Regions from separate parts of the Mus musculus genome. Here all the other regions are linked to region 3. A link is a contact called in public Hi-C and promoter capture Hi-C data. All regions are on one chromosome and are shown on one strand. The core of a region is the stretch at or near the end of the contact, and the rest is flanking DNA. Distances in the headings are between cores, read along the strand shown. Region 1 holds the start of D630041G03Rik (RIKEN cDNA D630041G03 gene). Region 2 holds the start of Ppp1r12c (protein phosphatase 1, regulatory subunit 12C). Region 3 holds the start of Cacng7 (calcium channel, voltage-dependent, gamma subunit 7). Region 4 holds the start of Rdh13 (retinol dehydrogenase 13 (all-trans and 9-cis)). Region 5 holds the start of Hspbp1 (HSPA (heat shock 70kDa) binding protein, cytoplasmic cochaperone 1).

Region 1 (2,700 bases), core at 106-2,605, 1.1 Mb after region 3:
CCAGTGCAGGATGCAGGACCAAATCGGCCACGGTTCCATGGTCCAGGAGAGGGTGTGGATGTCATAATGCAAAGCAGAGGAGGCACTTACAAGAGTTCAATCCTTATTATTTGTTGCCCTTGAGAAGCCTCCAATCTTGGTTTGAAGATGTCCTAATTGGAAGGAAATCTAATCAGTGCTGGCCACTGAAGGAGCTGAAGGGTCTGAGGGAGGGAGACTGAGGTCTGGATTCAAAGGGTCTGAGGAAAGCATTCTGGGGAAGTATGGCTAGGCTGAACAGGAGCTCCCTCTAGAAGCTCAGCAACAGCTTGGCATAGCCTGGGACTCAGCTACCTACTCTGTCTCCTGCCAGCACCTGGTCACCTTCTGCTTGGGGGAAGAAGATGGCGTGCACACTGTGGAAGATGCTTCCAGAAAGCTGGCAGTCATGGACAGCCAGGGGCGTGTCTGGGCACAGGAGATGCTACTGAGAGTGTCACCTAGTCAAGTCACTCTGCTTGATCCAGTCTCCAAGGTGCCAGAGAGCAATTGGGTGGAAGAGAGAAATGGGGCTGAGATCTGAGGGTGAATCTTGGCTCCGAAGCGTCCTTCCCCTGGGAACTTTGGCAAGCTATCCTTTGAAGCCTAGGTTATTAAACAGGGTGTTATTTCTAGGCCCCTGAACTCTTTCGGTTGCCTTGCCCCAAGTCCTGGACACTGCTCTAGCAGTCATAGGAATCTGTGCCTCCGTTTACCCTGCGACCCCGTCCTGCAGGAAGAACTAGAGTCATATCCTCTCGATGCCATCGTACGCTGCGACGCGGTGATGCCCCGAGGACGGAGCCGTTCATTGCTGCTCCTGGTGTGCCAGGAGCCAGAGCGTGCACAGCCGGATGTTCATTTCTTCCAGGGCCTGCTCCTCGGAGTGAGTGGGCGTGGCTCCGGGTGGCTTTTTTTTCTAGTAGAGAATCAGAGGCGGGGCTTCCATGTTTGGGGCGGGGCCTTGGCAAACGGGGACATAGCCTAGGAAAGCAGGTCTGAGAGGGAACCAGAATTGAGGACAGGTTGAATGAACTCTAGACCATGACTGAATGTGACGATGGGAAGAAGATGCAGAACAAAGGCTTTGAGAAAAACATAAAAAAGATGGTTGGAAGCAGGCAGGCAGGCAGGCAGAACCAAGATGGGGTCCATGGGGTTTGTCCAAGACAGTCGGAGGCAAAGCGCTGAGAACAAGAAAGAGTCCTGGGCAGGCAATGGGTGGGGCGTAAGAGGGGAGATCTTAAAGTATGATTGACAGGCGGAGCTGATCCGTGAGGACATCCAAGGGGCTCTGCAGAACTACCGCTCCGGACGTGGAGAACGCAGGGCAGCAGCGCTCAGGTGAGGAGAAGGGGGAAGCAGATGCAGAGCGCACTGAAAAAAAAAATTCTCCCATCTATGGACCTCACTCTCCTCAGCTAAGAAATGAGCTTGGTACGAACAGCCTAGAGTGTTGAATGTGGTCACAAATTAGCCTTGGCCAGGTCTTACCTGTACCTCCCAGACAAGGTGACCGCTCCGCTCCAGTCTTCTACTTTAGCCTGTCTTGGTCTTTGGTTTCTCCATCTTCGTATCCAGTTTCTCATTATGAAATGCCCAGCCTTCGTTTGACCGCCCCCCCCCCTTCCTGATCCCATCGGTTGCCCCAGCCTCGGTCTCCCCTTTTTCTTAACTCAGGGCGACGCAGGAGGAGCTGCGACGCGGCGCCTCTCCAGCAGCGGAGACCCCGCCCTTACAGCGTCGCCCGTCTGTCCGCCTGGTGATCAACACCGTGGAACCATCCGCAGTCCGCGGGCGACCCCAAGTGGAGTCAATTCCAGAGACTGAGGAAGCAAGGAAACCCGACCAAGCTCGCACGACTAGCAGTGCTGACCCTACCTCCCCAGACTTGGGCCCAAGAGGACCTGAGCTGGCGGGTCTGCAGGCAGAGCGGGATGTGGTGAGCTTGAGTGAGAGGCACCAGCTAGGAGAAAAAGATTTCCTTGACAATCAAGTCAGTCTTGGAGTGGGGAACGAGATTCAGGAACGTGGCACGTCTAGGTGTGACTAGCTGACAAGATGCTGGGTCGGGGATGGGAGTTAATTCTAGAAGTATGGCTAGAGTCTTTGATATAGACCACCCACTGCTCCAGTTATGGGCATGGCCTGACGTAGGGGGTGTGTCCAGGAGTTCAGATTGGAGCCCTGGACCTAGACCAGAGTCTGAGACTCAGGAGCACCACTCTTACCTCTCTTGCTTATGGTAGGATATTCTGAACCACGTGTTTGACGACGTGGAGAGTTTTGTATCCAGACTGCAAAAATCAGCAGAGGCTACCCGGGTTTTGGAGCACCGCGAGAGAGGCCGCAGGACACGACGCCGAGCTGCGGGAGGTAAGGGGCTTCCACATGGACCGAGAACACACCTTCCTGAGTGATGTCCAAATATCCTCTCCCCCTGGGGTCTCCCACCACCAGCCAGGTCTGACTTCCTAAGGCCACCCGTTTGGGTGTTTACACCTTTGGAATTGTTGTCTAATGCTTTCTTGGTGTCCCCACAACCTCACCTGCTCTCTCCGCACAGAGGGTCTGCTGACACTGAGGGCCAAGCCACCCACTGAGGCTGAGTACACCGACGTGCTTCAGAAAATCAAATACGCCTTCAGTCTGCTGGTGAGGATGCATCCATTGCTGGGCGTC
Region 2 (2,700 bases), core at 141-2,640, 1.2 Mb after region 3:
AGTCTAGGAGATGAACCAACAATAGGTGAAGTGGCCATGTAATTCCAGAAATAAGAAGGGCAGAGAAGGGCCTGGCATGGTGGCGCACGCCTTTAATCCCTGCACTGGGGAGGCAGAGGCAGAGGCAGAGGCAGGCGGATTTCTTAGTTGGAGGCCAGTCTGGTCTACAGTGAGTTCCCAGCCAGGGCTATACAGAGAAACCCTGTCTCGAAAAAAAGAAGAAGAAGGAGGAGGAGGAGGAGGAGGAGGGCAGAGACATAAGGACCTGCATTTGAGGATGGCCTGGGCTACATAGCAAGACCTTGTCTAAAGGAAAAACAACAAAACAAAAGGAAAAGTGGTCCAGCTCCTCGAAGAGCAAATGCCTACAAGTTTCCAGGAAGGCAAACAATGTAAACAGAGAAAGAGAGTTGAGGAGAAACTTCTATAAGAGGTGACAAGCTCCCCAAATTGGGGGGGGGGGGGATGAATTGATAATGTAATTAAGGACATGGGATTGTAGGTAAGAGAAAAGATTAAAAAAAAAAAAAAAAGCAAAGGATGACGCGACAGAGGAAATGCCTTTTCAAGGAAACAACGTGGTACACTGTCCTGAGGCCACAACGTACAGCACAAGTCACGGGAAGAAGAGGAAGGCACAAACAGGATGGACCTTCAAAGAAGTGACACTGAAGGACCTGGGCCTAAAGAGGGTCAAGTCAGAGTGCAGGAGAACGAAACCACAGGCCTGGGTCAGGAAAGACTTCAGCACAGTCAAACAAGTACCAGCTAGGAAAGGAGGAACCCGGCCAGCATAGGCACGGAAGTAAGCGATGCTGCAAAAAATGCACGGGAGAGAGATGACAGCACGAATGACAGAGAAGAGGCGGCCACAGAGCAGGCGGGATCCTCAGCGATGGCACAGTCGAGGGGAGGTGGATCAGGGCCGAGGAGGGAGGATGCCCGAGTGGCGAAGACGCGGGGCGGGGGCGCTGACCTGGTGCAGGGCGCTGATGCCATCCGCGTTGGTGGAGTCGAGCACGGCACGGGCAGGCGGAGGGACGGCGGGGTCGGACGCAGCGCCGGAGCCGGGACCGGGATCCGCTGCGCGCAGCATCAGGCGAGCCTCGTCCAGATCGCCCCCCGCGCAGGCCGCCAGGAACTCAGCGGCGCGCTCGAAGCGGACCGTGCGGGCTCGCCGCTCCCCGGGGCCCGGGTCGGCGCCCGCCCGAGCCCCCCACTGCCGCAGCTGCTCCTGCCGCCGCTCACGGGCGGCCGCAGCAGCCGCCGCCGCCCCCGGGCCCGCTGCCGGACCATCCTCGCCGGACATCGCGCCGGCCGCTCGCCCGCCTACTAAGCGAGCGAGCGAGCACCGGGCGACGAACAGCCGCCACCCGCCCGCCCCGGGGGCCGCCGGGAACCGCCGCGCGACAAGCACCGCCCAGAAGCTCGCCCAGCCCCCGCTCGGTATATTGACGTCACGGCGCCGACCCAAAGCCCTCTGGGTAACCGAGTCCCGCCTGAGACTTGCGTAGCTATCGCTGGGGGCAAGGGCCTAAAAAGAAGCCCCTCGTAGCGAGCTGGGAAGTGGAGTTTCTCCCCATTGAGGAGCCTTGCATAACTTGAGCAGATAGGTTAGAGAATGAGGCAGCCGGCAGGCCGGCAGAAGTGCTGGGAAATGGGTTCTACAAGCGGAAGTCTTCGCTAGACTCGCTATATATCCTGAGGCACGTTTAGAAATCCGGAGCTGGAAGGGGTCGAACGAAAAACTCAAAAGGCACGCCCTCAATCCCAGCACTTGGGAGGCAGTGAGTTCGAGGCCAGTCTGGTCTGATCCTGGTCCTGAGTTCCAGGACAGCCAGAGCTACACAGAGAAACCCTCTCTCGAAAAAACAAGCAAAAAGAGAACTGCCTAAAGGAGGACATGTCCCTAGGGAGTGCTGGGAATCTGGGTAGAGCGGCCGGACAGGCTACTGGGGCATGCTGGGAAATGTAGTGTACTTTGTAAAGTGACTACCCCAAGGCGCATGGGAAATGATAGCGGATAGCGGATCCTGAGAGATAGAAATAAATTTTGCATACTTTTTACGATTTGTTTTGAGATAGGATGGCGCTCGAACTCATTAATAATGCCCTTGAACTTCTGATCTTCCTGTCTCCATCTCCTAATTGCTGGGATTACAGGAGTCTGTTTGTTTGTGTGTGTGTGTGTGTGGGGGGGGGGTTATTTTTGTTTTGAGACAGGGTCTCAGTATGTAGCCCTGCCTGGTTTGAAGCTCACTATGCAGACAGAATGGCCTCGAACTCACAAAACTCCGCCTCCTCCTGCCTCTGGAGTGATGAAATTAAAGGAGTGCCACCATGCCGTACTTGTTTTGGTTTTGAATCTGTCCCTCTCCCATCGGCTATAAGTAAACTCGATTTGTTTTCTTTGAGACCCTCTTAGTCCTAATGACTAGAACTAAGCCTGAGAGTAGGCAATAAAAAATATTTCGAATGAATGAATGAATGGGCTCCCTAAGGCATCAGGTAGACCAAGGGCCGACGGGAAATTGAGTTCTCAAACAAGATTAAAGCTTGTCACCGCCAAACTCATCTTTTAACATGGCGATAAAGTTCCCGAGCAAAGTTCAAGGAAATCAGATAACATAGGGCAAGCTGGGAAATGTAGTCTCAAGGCCACGCCTCCAAAGGGTTCAGCTCCAGACTTCCAAATATGTC
Region 3 (2,700 bases), core at 35-2,534:
AGAAGACAGGCAGAAACGTCCTCCCGGCCTCTTTCTCCCCTGACCCACTTTGCAAGTACGTGTGGAGGAGAGCAGGGAGTGAAGGGGACCAATCAAGATAAGACTACGTTTCCCAGCAGACATCGCAGAAGACCCTGCCCCCCTCCCCAGGTGCTGTCCTCTGGCCGCCAGGGCTGATGGGGAATGTAGTCTCTGGATCGGGCAAGCCAGCAGAATGGTGCCCCTGTCAGTGTGTTTGGAGGGGACAGAACCTCAAAAGCTTAGCAGGTTCCTTTGAAGGCCTGGCATCTCTCCTCCGGATCTTCGAGTCTCACTCCAACTGGAGGCTGAGGTTACCCCTTTCTCTGGTATCACCTCTCCTGTACTCTTATCACGTTCCTGAAAGCCCCAGTCCAAGTTTCGACCCTCGGCGGGCAGCCTGCCCCTTTAAGAGTGGCCCCGCTGACATCACGGCGGGGGGGGGGGGTGCTGGCCCCGCTCCCAGCTCCGCGGCGGCTGCAGGACCCGGCTCTGCTCTGCGCCTGCCCGCCAGCTGCTCTAGGGACCCGGCCCGGGACGCCCCTTCCCGCCTTCTTCAGCTGCCCAGACCCCCAGGCTCCGCCCCTTGCCTGGCTACAGCCCCAGTCCTCGTCAGGGGGATATCCCATCCTGGCTTGCCCCTGCTGTCTCTCCTCAGAAAGTCAGTCTCTCTCTCTCTCTCTCTCTCTCTCTCTCTCTCTCTCTCTCTCTCGTCTATTTCTCTCTATTTTTCTATTTCCCCATCCCATCTCCTACAAGCTTAAGGTCCCTGGATTTCAGTTTCCTTTGGTCCAAGGCCTCTGAGCTCTCCTTGCCTGGATTTTGGGGCTCTCTGACCTCTCTACTCCCAGGGCCTCAAAATCTCTGAGCCGCTGGAGTGGTGGGGGTGGGGACACCTGAAACTACTCCATCTCTGTCTCCTCTTTTCTGTCTGTCTTTTCTAGTCTCAGGACGCGTGAGTTCCAGAAAATATTTCTCTCTCTCTCTCTTCTCTCTTCTCTCTCTCTCTTCTCTCTTCTCTCTTCTCTCTTCTCTCTTCTCTCTTCTCTCTTTTCTCTTCTCTCGCTCTCTCGCTCTCGCTCTCGCTCTTGCTCTCTCTCTCCTTCTTGGGCTCTCTGCCTCTGTTTCTATTCTCTCTCCCTCCCTGCCTGCCTCCCTGCCTTCCCCCCATCCTGAAGGCTCATCTCATTCCCTCGCTGCATCCTTCTCCCTCCCTTCCCGCCCCTCCCCTCCTCCGCATTAGCCAATGAGCGGCCGCTGGTCCCTGCTCCCGGCTGCGTCCGCTGAGTGAGGCCGCGGGCGAGGGGGGTGGGGGGTGGGAGGCCCGGAGGGGGCCGGGACGCCGGGCTCGGGGGCGGGGGCGGGGGGCGCGGGCACCGGAGACCCCGGTGGCGGCAGCGGCGGCCGGGGAAAACCGCGGGGCCGGTCATGCGGCTGCGGGGCCCGCGGCCCGGAGCGTCCGCCCAGCCCTGAGAGAGGTAAGAGCGAGGGGAGGGTCCGGTGAGGCAAGGGGGCTCCGAGCTAGACCACTCTCAGCCGGAATTGGGGCTCGGGGGAGGTTAGAGGGGCTCCAGGTATGGGATCCTGAGGATTTCAATGTTGAATTTGGGAAGGTTTTGGCGGATAGAGGAACATTTGGGCCTGGTGGATCCCGGAGGACCTGGGGTCCGAGGGTCCGAGAGTAAGAAAACAAACTCGGTGTTTGAGAGTTAAGAGACCGTCGCCACTGGGTAGGCTCTAGGCGGGGTCTTTGAGGAAGCGGATCACGACGAAGGAGGAGGGCCCAGGCCGGTAAGAGCAAGCCGTGAGTCTGGGAAAGGGTCCTAAATAAAGCGGAGAGTTACGGACTCCAAGGATATCGAAGGGAGATGGAGTTTGGACTTGGGCTTTGAGGAATGGCACTTGAGCCATTCAGATATCCAGATCGCGGAAACGCTGGCGTAAAGGATCAATCAGAAGGAGATTCCAGGCCTGGTGATGGTGGAGGTGGGGGTGTCCCAGAGGTGGAATGGCAGCAGAATAAAGAGCTGTGTGGGTCAGGTAGAAAGAAGATGAACTGGACGTGAGAAGGAATGGGATTAATGTAAGAAGTGAGGGGAATTGGAAAGGTCCAGCTCCCCAACTGCTAGTCTAGTAGGAGGAGCAGACCCGAAGGCTGAGGTCAGCTCCCCAGACCAAGACAGTCCGGTGATTGGGTAGATAATGCTTGTATGAGCTGAGTACTGAAAGCAGAGCAGGCAGCTGGCGGTCAAGCCCCAGAGCCACTTGAAGGGGGATGGGAAGAAAAGCTAGACAGCTCTGTTAAATCTAGATCTTTGGGTCCTCCACGAGGCTGGGGCTGAAAGTGAGGGGTTCTGGACCTAAGAACCCCAGGATGTAAGTGGTGACTCTGATTCTATGGTCTTTATTGGGATGGAGTAGAATCCAAAAGCTTACAGAATTCTGATGGAGCCAAGTAGAGTCTCATGTCTTAATTGCATATTGGGAAAATGTTTGGGGGAGGTGTCTCAAACTTTGTAATGAAAAAGATGGTGGGTGGGAGCTGGAGAGATAGTTTAGTTAAGAACACTTGCTGCTCTTCCAGAAGACTCGAGTTTGTTTCACAGCACCTGTCAGGTGATTCACAATTGTCTCTCAACACTAGCTCCAGAGGCCCCATCACCTCTGGCTTCTTCCAATGTA
Region 4 (2,700 bases), core at 75-2,574, 1.1 Mb after region 3:
AAACAGCACAGTGAGTTCTGTCTGCCTCGTGCCTGCCTCAAGATTTATGAGCTGGGGCAAAGCACTCGTAAGCTCACATCCATCACCAAAGCACCCAAACACACGGGAGTCCTCGTCATGGCCTCAGAAAAGGATTATACGTTGGAACATCTCCAAGAGGTAACAATCATTTATTCATACTTTTATAAAAACAAAAGACAATAGCCAGAAGTGGTGGTACACACTTGCAAGCCCAGTACTCAGGAGGCAATGGCAGGAATACCAGGAATTTAAGGTCATCATCCTCGACTACAGAGCAAGCTCAAGGCCAGCCTAGGCTACATGCTGCCTTGTCTATAGATGGATGGATGGATAGACAGACAGACAGACAGAATGCATGACGTTGGAAGGAGCATGTGTCAGAAGGGGTCCATGGAAGTTGGAGAACAATGATTGGGAAGCGGGTGTGTATACATCAAGAAGCTGGAGAGATGTCTCAGCAGTAAGAGCACTGCTGCTCTTACAGAGGACCCAGGATCAGCTCCCAGCACCCCACACGGTGACTCACAATAACTCCAGTTCCACGGGATCTAACATCTTCTTTTAACCTCCGAAAGCATAGCATATGCATACATGCGGGGGGGGGGGGGGCGGGGAGGGAAACACCTCATGTAAGCTGTTAGCGGTGACAGACACGCATGTCCTTGGTCCCAGCACTCAGGAGGCAGAGGCAGATCTCTCGTGAATTCAAAATCAGCCTGGTCAATATAACGAGTTCCAGGCCAGCCAAGGCTTCATGGTGAGACCCAGTCTGAAAAACGCAAGGAAGGAAAGAAGGACGGGGGAGGAGAGGAAAGGGAAGAAAGGAAGGAAGGGGAGGCAAACAGGCTGGGCAAAGAGGAAAGGGTAGAGAAGGAGTGGTCCAGAGATAAAATGAGCACAAGATCCATGCTCCACCCCTTCTCCCTAGGTGACCTTGAAGAGGTGACCCGCCCTCCTCTCCCGGAAAAGCCATACTAGTGAGCGGGAAGAATTCGTCCGAGGACTTAGGACAAGGGATACTTCTCTGGCCTTGTTTGGCATTCCCCTGTCGCAAACCTACCACCAAGCGCGCAGAGAAGACGCGCAGACTCACTTGAGCAGCACGGTGCCGCCGATCACCGTGCCCACTACGGACACCGGCAGCAGAAAGCGGCTCATCCCAGGCTGGGGAAAAGGGTGTCCGTGGGTCTGCACTCCAGGCCACTCCGCGGACGAACGCGCTGCCCAGGAACCCACGTGCGCTCGAGTAGCGTGAACGTGGAATCACACAGCCACCAGAACCCGGCTATGGGGAGTGACCAGATGTGGAGGCGGGGCTTTAGGAAGTAGGCCCATGGCGCACTTAATGCTGGGAAACGTAGTTTCTGGAGATGGAATGCGGCCGAGGTTGACAGGCGTGTCAGCTACCAGATCAAATGTCATCACACTCAACCAATCCAAGGGCGTCCTGAAGTTCGGGAAGAAAAAGAGAGAGAGAGAGAGAGAGAGAGAGAAAGAGGGGGGGAGGGAGGGAGGGAGGGAGGGAGGGAGGGAGGAAGGAAGGAAGGAAGGAAGGAAGGAAGGAAGGAAGGAAGGAAAGAAGGAAGGAAAGAAGGAAGAAATAAAAAAAATAGTAGCTGGGTGGTAGTGGTGCTCGCGTTTAATCCCAGCATTACGGAGACAGGAGCAGGCAAACCCATAAGTTTGTGGCCAGCCTGTTCTACAGAGGGAGTTCTAGGAAGCCAGATCCATGCAGAAGAATACTATCTGGGAGGAAGAAAATAAATAAAGTAGATAGATAGATAGTTTGGTACCAAGCATTTCCATTTCCAGACATCGAGACCCTGTAGAATGAACCATGGTTTTTCTCCTCTAAATAATAGTTAATGGTAGCACTTTCTGTGTAGGCCTTGTGAAGGAGGGAAGAAGGCTGGGACCTGGACCCCTGGGTCTGAGGGAGGAGGGTGAAGTATAGATTCCTGAGTCTGAGGGAGAAGGGTAGGATTTGGACTCTTGTGTTTAAGAGTGGAAGTCTGGGGTGTGGGCTTTGGATCTGAGGGAGGAAACTGAGACCTGGACCATTGGATTTGAAGGAAAAGAAGGATACTGGCTTTAAAACAACAGTGAGATGGTGCATGGGGTAGAGACACTTGTCATACAAGCTTTGCAACTTGTGTTTGATTCCTAGAACATGGTGGAAAGATAAAATCAACTCCCAAAAGTTGTCCTCTGACCTTCCACCACGGCATGTATGTGTCCACACACTTATACACCAAAAGGAAAGAATAATATATTTAAAACATACTAAAGTGTTAGTGTCTAGAAGCAGGAGAGGAGGAAAGGAAGACAGACAGACAAACAGACGAACGGACAGAAGGAAGGAAGGAAGGAAGGAAGGAAGGAAGGAAGGAAGGAAGGAAGGAAGGAAGGAAAAGAAAGGAAGTTAGGAAAAAGGCTATAGACAGTGGACAAATACATCCTGTCACTAGAAAATGTCAGCACACTTGACACCTGTTTGTCTTCATGAAGGTGACAAGGAGATAAATATTTTTCAATTATCAGATTGGCAACATTATAATAAATATTCAGTGTTGGCAAGGATCAGGGGAAACTCCCTGTTGGTGGGAGTCAATTATCTGGTGTTCCTGAAAGTCTAGTCAGACACCTGTCACAGGATGATCCGTGTATACTATTGACCCA
Region 5 (2,700 bases), core at 35-2,534, 1.4 Mb after region 3:
GTAAATGTCAATTAAAAAAAGTTACATGAAAAATTCCTATCAACCTTTAAGACAATTCTGTAAGGTTTTATTATAGCTATTCCAAATTCATTGATTAAAAAAAAAAAATCAGAGGCAAAGAAAGGATGTGAATTGCCCAACCAAGGTCATGGCTGGCAACTGGCAAAACCCAACTACGTTGTGTACGAGTCAGTATAGACTGGAACATCAGAATTGCCTGATAAGACACTATCATTACTATTATCACCATCAATTCAAAAATGAACGAACACTTGAGGATTCGAAAGATTAAATAATATACCCAAGGTCACACTTGTGGAGACAAAGCTGAATCTAGTTCTGCCTGGGTCTAGAGAACCCAGCTTGCTTTTAGACTTTTCACTCATCATGAGACTTCCCAATACAAGGCTGCGATCGGACACTTTACAGCTGACCTTCACCCTATCATGATGCCACATTTAGACTCTAGCTCACCACCCAGGAAGACAACAGCTTGTAGCTCACTAAGCCACTCTCCCCAAGACACTTAGATCCTCAGGACCCTCACCCAACCTTCTTAGGTCCTCATACTTTACCTCCTCGCTCATGGGTTCTGGAGGGGGGTCTGGCTCCTGAGAACCCGCAGTAATAGCCATCTGCAGCAGGCCTTGGAGGTTCCGTGGAGGCCGGGGGTTGCCTGAGCCCCCCGCCGAGGAACCACTGCCCCCTGACGAGCAACCCTGAGAGGCCGGAGGCAACGCAAGAGGGAGGCGACTGCCCCCTGAGCCTTTGTCTGCCATGGACTTTCTGTGAAGGAAGAATGTGTTTAAAGGAAATTGATGGTCACCGCTGAGGCAGCAATGGTGTCCGGATGGGTCGACTCTTGAAGGTCTGCTGAGAAGGTGGAGTTTTGAAGGTGTTAGGAGTCTTCTCATGATCCCAAACCATTCTGCCTGCAACCACCTTAACCATAGCCCCCTTTCCTTCCTTCATACTAACAGGACCCTTGCCCAAATCCAGATGTCCCTCCTTGCTCCCTAGCAACAGGCCCCACCTACTCCCTGGCAACGAGCCCCCCCAAGCTCCCCAGCTTGCGTCCTCGTCTCTTAGCAACCCCACTGCCCCGCCTCCATGGCAACAAGCCTTCGCTCAGTCTCCTTAGCAACAATTCTCCTCCCGTGTCTTTGAAGAGGGGCGCCCCAATGGGGCTGATCTCACCTTGCCGGGTCTAGAGCTGCCACCACGCCTAAAGATAGACTAGGCTGCACCTGACTCTACTGGGCGCCGCCATCTTTACCGGAAATACGCAGTTCTCACACGGAAGTGCCTCACCCCAAGCTGTTTGCCCAGTTCTAAGCAGCACCTCTTAGCGGATGCGGCACTTAGCTCCGCCTCTGTCGACTAGGCCCCCACCACTTTCTCTTTGTCACGCCCCTACATTTCGCGCTTTTGTTATAAGCCCCGCCCCCTAGCTCCTCTGTTTATCTTAGCAAACAAGGGACTTTCATGGCGAACTCCTCCCCTCCCAGGCATAGGCCCCGCCTATGCCCATATTCCCCGCCTCTTTTCTAGGCCTTTCGGCCTGTCCCAGTCAAGTCCCGCCTCTTAGTACCTGGAACTTCAGCTTGTCCTGTTCGGCCACGCCCCTGCGTAGGCCACGCCCCTTCTCTGCTGCTGCTGCTGCTGCTGCTGCTGCTGCTGCTGCTCAGACGGTTTTGTTCCTCACTCAACTGATTTTAACTGCATTTGCTCCTAGAGTCTCGGGATATCTCCCCTAATATCCCACCTTTGTAACCTGAGACTCGGGCTCACTTTTTTCTAGGCCTCAGTTTCCCCATTTATTACCGGTTTCAGTGTGGAATACTCTGTGTGAGTTGTGTGTCTTCATGTGACTATGCATGGTGTGTGGGAAGTCCCATGTCAACATCAGCTGTCTTCCACCTTCGATCTTCCAATCATTTTAAAAATATTTTTAGAGTTACTTATTTATTTATTTATTTATTTATTTATTTATTTATTGGGTTTTTCGAGACAGGGTTTCTCTGTGTAGTCCTGGCTGTCCTGAAACTCACTTTGTAGACCAGGCTGGCCTCGAACTCAGAAATCTGCCTGCCTCTGTCTCCCGAGTGCTGGGATTAAAGGTGTGGGCCACCACTGCCCGGCTAGATTTTATTTTTAAAGATTGTTTTTAATTATGTAGTAGGGGAGGAGGCAGATGCCTGTAAATGCAGGTTTCTATGGGGCCAGAGACAAAGGACAAACTAAAGCTGTAGTTACAGGCAGTTATGAGACAACCAATATATATATATATATGGGTGCTAGGAACCAAGCTCAGGCTCTTTGCAAGAACAGTAAGTACTCTTAATGACAAGCTATCTCTTCAGCCTCTTAAATTATTGTTGTTCTTTTAATTTTTTTGTAGACTTACCTATTTACTTGTGTACAAATAGTTTGTGGTTGGTTAGTTTTTGTTTTGTTTTTTGAGACAGTGTTTTACGGTATAGCCTTGGCTGTCCTGGAAGTTACTCTGTAGACCATGCTGTCCTCAAACTCACAGAGATCCACTTTCCTCTGCCACCTGAGTGCTGGGATTAAAGGCGTGTGCCACCACTGACCCTGAACATTTTGCCTGCATGTATGTGCGTGCACTGTATGCTTGCTTGATGGATTGCCAGGAACTGGAGTTACAGATGGTTGTGAGCCATCATAATTGGGTGCTAG

What was found. Promoter capture Hi-C pulls out the DNA fragments that hold promoters and counts their contacts. A called contact is a pair of places that touch in the nucleus more often than the background predicts.
Region 1: a contact with region 3 is called in a promoter capture Hi-C map of hippocampal neurons, with 8 times the contacts expected there. The contact joins the promoter of D630041G03Rik here to the promoter of Cacng7 in region 3. A contact is called at or near these places in 11 of 39 promoter capture datasets (the 3T3-L1 cell line, cranial neural crest, embryonic stem cells and 6 more), 1 of 484 Hi-C or Micro-C datasets (cortical neurons) and 4 of 115 datasets of contacts at active chromatin or transcription factors (astrocytes, embryonic stem cells and stem cell-derived neural progenitor cells).
Region 2: a promoter capture Hi-C map of hippocampal neurons shows a contact between it and region 3, with 10 times the contacts expected there. The contact joins the promoter of Ppp1r12c here to the promoter of Cacng7 in region 3. A contact is called at or near these places in 12 of 39 promoter capture datasets (the 3T3-L1 cell line, cranial neural crest, embryonic stem cells and 7 more), 1 of 484 Hi-C or Micro-C datasets (rod photoreceptor), 4 of 115 datasets of contacts at active chromatin or transcription factors (embryonic stem cells, forebrain and microglia) and 1 of 9 other capture datasets (adipose tissue).
Region 4: a contact with region 3 is called in a Hi-C map of rod photoreceptor, with 2.3 times the contacts expected there. The contact joins the promoter of Rdh13 here to the promoter of Cacng7 in region 3. A contact is called at or near these places in 2 of 39 promoter capture datasets (cranial neural crest and hippocampal neurons), 1 of 484 Hi-C or Micro-C datasets (rod photoreceptor) and 2 of 115 datasets of contacts at active chromatin or transcription factors (embryonic stem cells and stem cell-derived neural progenitor cells).
Region 5: a contact with region 3 is called in a promoter capture Hi-C map of hippocampal neurons, with 5 times the contacts expected there. The contact joins the promoter of Hspbp1 here to the promoter of Cacng7 in region 3. A contact is called at or near these places in 4 of 39 promoter capture datasets (cranial neural crest, hippocampal neurons, liver and 1 more).

The regions. Positions count from the first base shown.
Region 1 is chr7:4,469,529-4,472,228 of GRCm38.p6, forward strand. D630041G03Rik (RIKEN cDNA D630041G03 gene) reads right to left here and starts at 1,356. Exons shown (of 1, transcript NR_028416.1): 1 at 1-1,356. It overlaps Eps8l1 (EPS8-like 1), which reads left to right. Exons shown (of 20, transcript NM_001374622.1): 5 at 353-514; 6 at 755-904; 7 at 1,280-1,362; 8 at 1,699-1,960; 9 at 2,268-2,394; 10 at 2,585-2,673. It also overlaps a transcript of Rdh13 not described here.
Region 2 is chr7:4,500,290-4,502,989 of GRCm38.p6, forward strand. Ppp1r12c (protein phosphatase 1, regulatory subunit 12C) reads right to left here and starts at 1,391. Exons shown (of 22, transcript NM_029834.3): 1 at 977-1,391. The coding sequence starts at 1,309.
Region 3 is chr7:3,331,541-3,334,240 of GRCm38.p6, forward strand. It overlaps Cacng7 (calcium channel, voltage-dependent, gamma subunit 7), which reads left to right and starts at 1,285. Exons shown (of 6, transcript NM_133189.5): 1 at 1,285-1,496.
Region 4 is chr7:4,444,333-4,447,032 of GRCm38.p6, forward strand. It overlaps Rdh13 (retinol dehydrogenase 13 (all-trans and 9-cis)), which reads right to left and starts at 1,325. Exons shown (of 7, transcript NM_175372.4): 1 at 1,115-1,325. The coding sequence starts at 1,179.
Region 5 is chr7:4,683,697-4,686,396 of GRCm38.p6, forward strand. Hspbp1 (HSPA (heat shock 70kDa) binding protein, cytoplasmic cochaperone 1) reads right to left here and starts at 1,285. Exons shown (of 8, transcript NM_001360629.1): 1 at 1,198-1,285; 2 at 576-870. The coding sequence starts at 779.